Regions from separate parts of the Sus scrofa genome. Here region 1 is linked to region 2. A link is a contact called in public HiChIP or PLAC-seq data. All regions are on one chromosome and are shown on one strand. The core of a region is the stretch at or near the end of the contact, and the rest is flanking DNA. Distances in the headings are between cores, read along the strand shown. Region 1 overlaps DNMT3L (DNA (cytosine-5)-methyltransferase 3-like). Region 2 holds the start of PWP2 (periodic tryptophan protein 2 homolog).

Region 1 (3,887 bases), core at 1,018-3,517, 110 kb after region 2:
CAGAGTCCTGGGGACCCAAGGTGACTCCTATGTGCCAGCATGGCCCTTAGGGACCCTCCCGAGAGGTTGACATGGGCCCCCAGTGTTCACATGGACTCTGTTGCTGGAAAATACTCAGGGAGCCCCTGTCGGCCTCCCCTGGGGAGGGCGAGCAACACCCCCCACCCCCCACCCCCCACCCCCACCCTGGTCGCCCACAACCCTGAGCTGAGACAAGGATGCTCTTTGTCCATCAAGGGCCCAGGCGCCCCCTGCCCAGGTGACATGAGGGACCCGCTTAGAGACTAGTCTATGTTGTTCTTTTTAAAAAAAATCCCAGAGACCCAAACATGAGGTCTCCGGCTTTGCTTATGGCTGCCCCCCAGCATATGGAGTTCCCAGGCCAGGGATCAGATCTGAGCTGCAGTTGCCACCTAAGCTGCAGTTGCCACCTAAGCTGCAGCTGCACCAACGCCAGATCCTTGACCAACTGTGCCGGGCCAGGGATGGAACCTGCATCCCAGCGCCACAGTGGGAGCTCCAGCTCTCTGGCTTTGTGAAGCACCTCGTCCAGGGCAGCCCTGGCCTCCCGGGACCCTCCCCAAGTCACTTCCCAGAAGCCTGCAGCCCACATCAGTCCCCAGCCTCTCATGCCCCCAGCACGTCCCGTCACGGGGACCTATGACCCCAACCCAGATGTGCTCCTGGGGCCATCTGCCCATTGTGCTCTATCTCAGCTGCTGACGGGAGCCAGGTCCCTCAGGGTGTTTAGACGGGGGTTGGGGGGCACCAAGGGGACCAGAGGAGGTGAAGGTGTGCCCACACTCTACATGCAGGTGACAGGTGGCGATCCCAGGAAACGCCGGGAAGGAAGCAGGGTCCTGGAGGAAACCCGCTGGGGTGCCCCTGAAATCCCCCCGAACCGCCGCCAGGTGGCCCGCAGATGCGGGAGCAGGTGGCCCGCATCTCTAGGAGGGGCAGCACCGCAGGAAAGCCCGCTTCGCAGGCCCTCGGGAAAGAGTGTGGTCAGCATGGCTCTTGAGGGCGCTGGACGCAAGCTCATTAATGGGGTGTCGGCTGAGCCAGGGCCTGTCCCATCTCTGCTGCTCGGGGGCCCTCGTGTCACCATCCCATCCCCTACCGACCTCCTCCCTGCGAGGGAGGCCCCCGCTGGGCCTGGGGTGAGCTCCCAAAATGCTCCCGGTGGGGCGTCTGAAGGGCACAGCGGGGGAGCGGGGGGAGAGGGCGCAAAGACACTGTCCTGGGCTTTGCGGGGGGCGTGACGGAGGGGCCTTCTCAGGCTCGGGGTGGGGTGGGGGGGTGCCACCCCGGACTCAGTCCCAGGGGCAGAGCAGGCCCCCCACGCTGGCTTTTTCCTCACCGCTCTGGCCCCTTAGACCCTCTGTCCAGGTGAGAGGCTGTGTCTGTGTGGGGTCGAGGGACCAGGGCCCTCCGGTCCCAAGGCCACAGGAGGAGGCGCCCCGGCCCTCTCCCTTCTGCAGTGACAGCCCGGGCCGGAGCTGGGTGCTGCTGAGGCGTTTTCAGGCCCTTCCTCCAAGGCCGCCGTCCAGGACGGCAGGAAGGAGTGGGCTTCGAGGAGCCCGAGCACTCGGAGGATGTCTTCAAACCCTCGGCGCTTTGTTTAGGGGGGCAGGGGGCTGAGCGCCCTCCCGGGCAGTTGGGGGCCGTGCAGTTGCCCCTCTCCTCTCTCCCACTGCGGGTCGACTCCTGCCTGACCGCCCCCCCCCACGTCGGCCCTGCTGGGGGCTGCCCCGCCCCTCCCCAGGTCCCAGCAGCGCCCCTGGAGGACCCGTCCAGCCCGCTTTCGCCTCGCCGCCCGCAGGCACCAGCGGCACTCACCTCCCTTCTCACCACGTTGGTGACATCGTCCAAGTGCCTCCGCGTTCCCGCCTCAGAACCGTTTTCCAAGAAGCCCAAACTCATCAGCTCTGCTGGGGAGCAAAGAGGACCCAGGAGGGCTGCCGCTGGCCGTGACCCCACGCAGGCCCAAAGGACCAGCGCTTGATCAGAAAACACGCCTGTCTTTCGACCCCTGTGTGTGTGGGGACAGAGCTCCCCTAGCGCGTGGCGGCGCACTCACCCTTCGTCTTTCCAGGGACGTGACAGGGAACCAAGACTGACGACATCGGCTGCGTTATCACTTATTACGCAACCAAACTCTCCGAGGGGTGACTTCAGAAAGTCAGCGGTGCGTGGCCAGGCCAGGCCTCCCTGGCTGCAGTGTCACTTTCTAGGTTAGGAAACCCCGGGGGGGTGGCAGCCCACACGGATATCGCTCGGCCAGGCTGTGACACGGCTGGCGGCAGGGGTGGAAGCCCAGCCCAGAAAGGACCTCCTACACTGAACAAAGGATGATGGCTGGGTAGCGCCCGGAAGGCTGGGCGGCCGTGGGCCATGACCCCTGGGTGCCTTCAGGGCCAAGCTGCTTCCGATGGTGCGTCTCGGGCCGGGTCCACAACTCGGGTGTGACGGAGGTCCCTGACCGCACTACCCAGGGTACTTGCACAGCGCGAGCCGGGTGCATCCTCCCCGCCCCTGGGACATAGACCGAGCAGTATTTTCCATGGATTCTTCTGATGCCTGCGGGGCCCAGAGGAATCCAAAGGATTTCCCAAGGCACCAGTGGGGGTGGAGGGGTTGTCAGGGCTCGGACTCCCAGGCAAGGCTGGAATGCAGCACGGGACCAGCCTGGGCCAGCTGGGTGACTGGGGAGGGAGCTGGCAGCCCTGGGAAGGGGGCTGCCGCAAGGTGGTCAGGTGAGCGGAGGGAGGCGTCAGAGGTGTGGTGGCCTCCGGCTGCCCTTGGCAGAGAACCTGGGCCCCAGGGCCCTCATTCTGTCACTTTATTTACAAGGCTGTAGGAATGAGCCCTGGGTACTCCTGAACCCCCCAAGTCCCCCACCTCCGGAAAATGACCCTCATTTCACAGGGGTCAGCCCCCAGCCCCCCTTTGCCTTCCACGCTAGCACACGTGCGCACGCGCGCGCGCGCACACACACACACACACACACACGAACACGCATACACCAGGTCCCCTGTGGGTCTCGCTCCAGGCAGCCCCATCTTCCAGTGCGGGTACTTGGATGTCACTGGACTCACCTTTCTTGATATCCCCAAAAAGGGACAGCACGCGGACGGGCTCTCTCTTCCACACAGGCACAGTTTTGTACATCTCAAGGGGACTCTCCTATTTGGATTTTTCGAAAAACGGTGTTCTGATGACTGCCGGGTCACAGCACCCATGAGAGACAAGGAGAGTTCCTTCTGGGCCAGCAGAGGCATTTCCCCGTGAAGGGAGACACCCGTGCCCTGGGGGCGGCCCTGCCCTGACTGCTGCCCCCAGGCCTCCAGAAGACCGCCCCCCCACCCCCAGGCTGGGGGCCTCCTCCCTGCCCCCACCCAGGCATCTCCAGCACAGGACTGGCAGTGCCGGGGCTTTCCCTGATGGGACAGAAGCTAATTCTATCCTGAGAGGAAGCCCTTCCCTGTGTTTCTGAGGCCTGGACTCACCTGAGCCCTCCCTGTCCCCTGTGTGGGCTCTGAAGGCGACCGGCAGAGGACCCCACCCAGGCCAGCTGCTGGCCTCTGGGTGCAACGGAGGTGCCGGCAAGGCCTGGGTAACGCGGCCCTCCCCCGTGGGGCACGAGCCAGCAGACATCTTGTGGGTCCATGTGTGAAACGGGCACCCCCAGAGCCCGTGCCCCCCAGGAGGTTCACTGAGAGGGTGCCTGGCCTCCAGCGAGCACAGCATTAAGCTGCAGATGGGAGACCAAGCTTGAGCAGGGGGGCTGCCTGGAGTCGGAGCAGATGGCTGGAGCCCAGCACAGGCAAGGACTGCAGGAGGAAGGGCAGGGGGTGCTGGGCTGCCCGCAGGCACCGGGAGATGAG
Region 2 (3,545 bases), core at 7-2,506:
TGGGATGTGTGAGCTTTTGCAGCAGAGGGAAGGGAGTCGGAACAAAAAGGTTTACAGATCACCAGATCTGCAGAAGAAGATGTACAGAAACCCAGTGTCCATGGGACGGTGGGAAGGTCTGGGCTTCCTGGAATCCCTCCTTTGCTGTGCACCTCAGCTGTGGGGATATATTATTCTTTGTTTCTTTCCTGAGTTCCCTCAGGGCTCACTGGCCCACCTTTGGGAGTGGCTGTTCTCACAGATGACCTAACATCTTTCGTCCACTCAACTATAGTGCAGGAGGCAGTATTTCCAAGGATGGGGGGAATATCCAGATACAAGTCAGAAAGGTGAGAGGGGCGGTGCCTGCAGAGCGTTTTACAGAAGTTTGCTGCTGGCACACGTTTACAGAATGTGACGACCAGTCCCAGGCATCAGTCACCCTCAGGGATTTTCCTTGAAGTGTTTTTCTAGATAAGAGGAGATACAAGAATTAGGCTCATAAAATCTTCTCTTAAAAAAAACTATCTGGGAGTTCCCGTCGTGGCGCAGTGGTTAACGAATCCGACTGGGAACCAGGAGGTTGCGGGTTTGATCCCTGGCCTTGCTCAGTGGGTTAAGGATCCGGCGTTGCCGTGAGCTGTGGTGTAGGTCGCAGATGTGGCCCGGATCTGGTGTTGCTTGACTGTGGTGTGGGTCGAAGACACAGCTCGGATCCCGAGTTGCTGTGACTGTGACGTAGGCCCGAGGCTACTGCTCCGACTAGACCCCTAGCCTGGGAACCTCCATATGCCGTGGGTGCAGCCCTAGGAAAGACAAAAAGAAACAAAAACAAAGCAAACAAAACTTATCTGAAGACCTGCTCTTCCAGTTTTTCCGGAGCACAGAGTGCCTCACTCCTGGTCTCCGCCCGAGCTCCACTCGTGCTGTGAGTTGACAGCTGCGGTGGCTTATGTTTTACCCTGTGTAGGGGCCAGTGGTAGGTGCCAGACTTCAGTTCAGGGCAGTATCGCTAAGACAACTTTCTTCGGAAAACTTTTCATTTTATTCAGAGACTTCATTTGATCTCCATTTCATAAGCTGGAGCATTTAAACAATTAAGCATGGGGTCACTTCTCACTCTACAAGTTGCCTAAATGGTTTGTCACAGCAGCAGGGCGAATCCAGCCCAAGCGAAGGAGGACCCACCAGAATCGCGGCGGGTGGGCTGAGAGCCACGCCTCAGGGGCGGAGCCAGGGGCTGGGAGCCACGCCTCGGGGCGGGGCCAGGGGCTGGGGCGCCGCTCCTCCGGGCCGCCGGGGGCGCAGTGGCACGGAGCTGCGCTCGCGCCCCGGAAGTGATTGCTGTCGGCCGGAGGGCGGGGGGCAGAGGCTGCAAGCAACACACGTGTGGCGGCCAAGATGAAGTTCGCTTACCGGGTAAGCGCGGGCCGGGGGGTTGCGGGGTCCTCAGCCGGGGGTCCCCGTGGGGTCGCCGCTCGAGGCTACCCTGTGGGGCCAGAGAGCCGGGCCTGGGCGGGCTGGGGCCGCAGCGCCTCGGACGGGGACGGAGCGGCGGGCTGGAGGAGCAGGAGCCTGCGGGAGGGTCCGGCTGAGCTCCGAGCCGGACAGCGGAAGCCAACCCGGGCAGAAGCCCTGGCGCCCCGAGGCCACCGCGAGCGCCCTGGGAGGACGCGGGGGGCGGGTGCATCTTCCGCAGGTCCCCTGACGCTCGGCACAGCGGGCCACCCGTGGTTGCGGAGCCCTGGGCGTTTGCGCGGCTCCGCGCGCGGCTGCCACGGCCCTGAGGGCTTGTTCCTCCGCAGAGCCGCGGCCTCCGGCCTTTGCCTTTCCTCTTCCATCTTCCTTCGGGCCCCAGCTCCTTCCAGGCCTGGCCTGGCCCTGGCTCGGCGCAGGCCTCCAGCAGTTCGGCCCCACACCCAGGGCGCCTCTGGTCTTCCTGCTCAGAGCGCTCCTCCCCTGTCCAGCTCCGGTCCCTTGTGTCGTCTCTCATTCCGGTAGCATCGTCTTGTGTTGGGGGGCAGCGCCAAAGCCTCGCTGGCGCCCGCATCCCCTCTTGCTCCCATGGTAACCAGCGTGGCCTTCCAAAAACGAGGGTCTCTCATGCTTTGCCTCTGCTTAAAACCTTTTCTGCTGACCAGGCTCCTCCCTGTGGCCTCCTTGGGGTTCCCGGGCCCTGCCTGCCTACGGGTCCCGATGGTCCTTGTCCCTCTGGTCCTTCGCTGACCACCCTCCCATGCCCCTGGGGTCCACCCCCTCCTCATCCCTGCTCTCTCCGTGGCTGGGCTGGGGGGCATGGAACGTGAGGGTGGGGACCTGCCCCTGCGCTGTCTCCGGCCAGCGCTCAGGGATGAAGGTTGAGTGAATGACTGGTCTGCTTGCTGGTCACCCTGTTCAGGGAGCCTTGAACCAGGGATGTGCTTGGGGTGCCTTCCACCGTCACAGCTTTTCTCATGCACTTGGGTCGGGTTCTCTCCACCCCTCTGGAGGTTTCCCCTCACTCGGGGCCCCTCACCCACCTCAGCGGGGGCTCGGGTTCCCTGGGGATTGGGCTCACTCCTCTGTGCTCAGCTGGGCCACAGAGGTACCCAGGAAGTGCCCCCGGGGGTGACTGGAGGGACCCTGGGGATGGTCAGAGCCCGGGCGGGGGCTCTGCTTCTGCACCACCTCCTTGACCAGAGGCCTCACGTAGCCCTTTTCCGGGAGTTGTATCTTGTGTGTGTTGAGACAGCTTTGTTCTCTCGCCAGTTTTCCAATTTGCTGGGGACGGTCTACCGGTGTGGAAACTTAAATTTTACGTGTGATGGGAATTCCCTCATCAGTCCCGTGGGAAATAGAGTCACTGTGTTTGACCTTAAAAAGTAAGTATGCTAAACGCCCCGACAGCAGCGACGGTTCCAGTTTCCAGGCAGAAGCACGGTGTTTGGCAGCCTCGCCGCTCTCTGACTGCCCAAGGCAGCCCAACAGAGGGCTCGGGGCCCAGGCGCGTGGACAGGCAGCGGTGGGGGTGTGGTCCCTGCTTTCTTCCTGCTAGTCTCTCCGCCGAACCCCGTGTGTTGGCCGCTGACGTTGCCTTCATTGTAGAAAATGACGTGTATTTGGCTGAAACGTCTGGGGCTGGAGGGCCGCCCGGCCAGCGTGCTCGCCGGGATCAGCCGTGGGCGCTTCCGAGCAAGCGCAGAGCTCTGCTCGCCGTCACCACTTCCCAGATGGGTGCAGCCTGAGCGAGAGCCTCCTGTTGCAGAGGCTGCCTGGGTCTCCGCAGGCCTCAGTTGCCCTGTCTGTAAGATGGGACAATAGTGTGTGCCATTTTCTCGAGTACTTCCCCAACGGGCAGGGCGCGCCCAGAGCCAGCCGTGGGCGCAGTCCTACTGGCATCCTCACTTAGTCTGGGGGACACCTGACCAGGGCTCTTGAGTCCCGACCACAGGATGGCCGGGTTTAAATTGGAACACGAGAGAACAAACGTAGGACGTGACCCAGTGGTTAGTTGTTTCTTTCCATTTTTGCGTGTTTTTCCACACTCTACCAGCTGTGCTCTCGTTGTCACCCAGTCTCCTGGGGAC

The links. HiChIP or PLAC-seq counts read pairs in DNA pulled down with a chosen protein or histone mark.
Region 1: a contact with region 2 is called in an H3K27ac HiChIP or PLAC-seq map of alveolar macrophages. The contact joins the enhancer-like site here to the promoter of PWP2 in region 2. A contact is called at or near these places in 2 of 5 promoter capture datasets (fetal skeletal muscle and skeletal muscle), 6 of 47 Hi-C or Micro-C datasets (embryonic fibroblasts, heart right ventricle, liver and 2 more) and 1 of 2 datasets of contacts at active chromatin or transcription factors (alveolar macrophages).

The regions. Positions count from the first base shown.
Region 1 is chr13:207,125,389-207,129,275 of Sscrofa11.1, forward strand. DNMT3L (DNA (cytosine-5)-methyltransferase 3-like) reads right to left here. Exons shown (of 15, transcript XM_021071081.1): 10 at 3,099-3,186; 11 at 1,840-1,931. Among named protein-coding and RNA genes, the nearest start is that of ICOSLG, 11 kb to the left of the region's middle. Within about 2 kb of position 2,268, at least 13 of the 83 cell types and tissues checked have an H3K27ac peak or open chromatin away from gene starts, as enhancers often do. A contact at or near this core is called in alveolar macrophages and retroperitoneal adipose tissue, where this site is marked.
Region 2 is chr13:207,013,791-207,017,335 of Sscrofa11.1, forward strand. It overlaps PWP2 (periodic tryptophan protein 2 homolog), which reads left to right and starts at 1,257. Exons shown (of 21, transcript XM_021071080.1): 1 at 1,257-1,398; 2 at 2,728-2,840. The coding sequence starts at 1,381.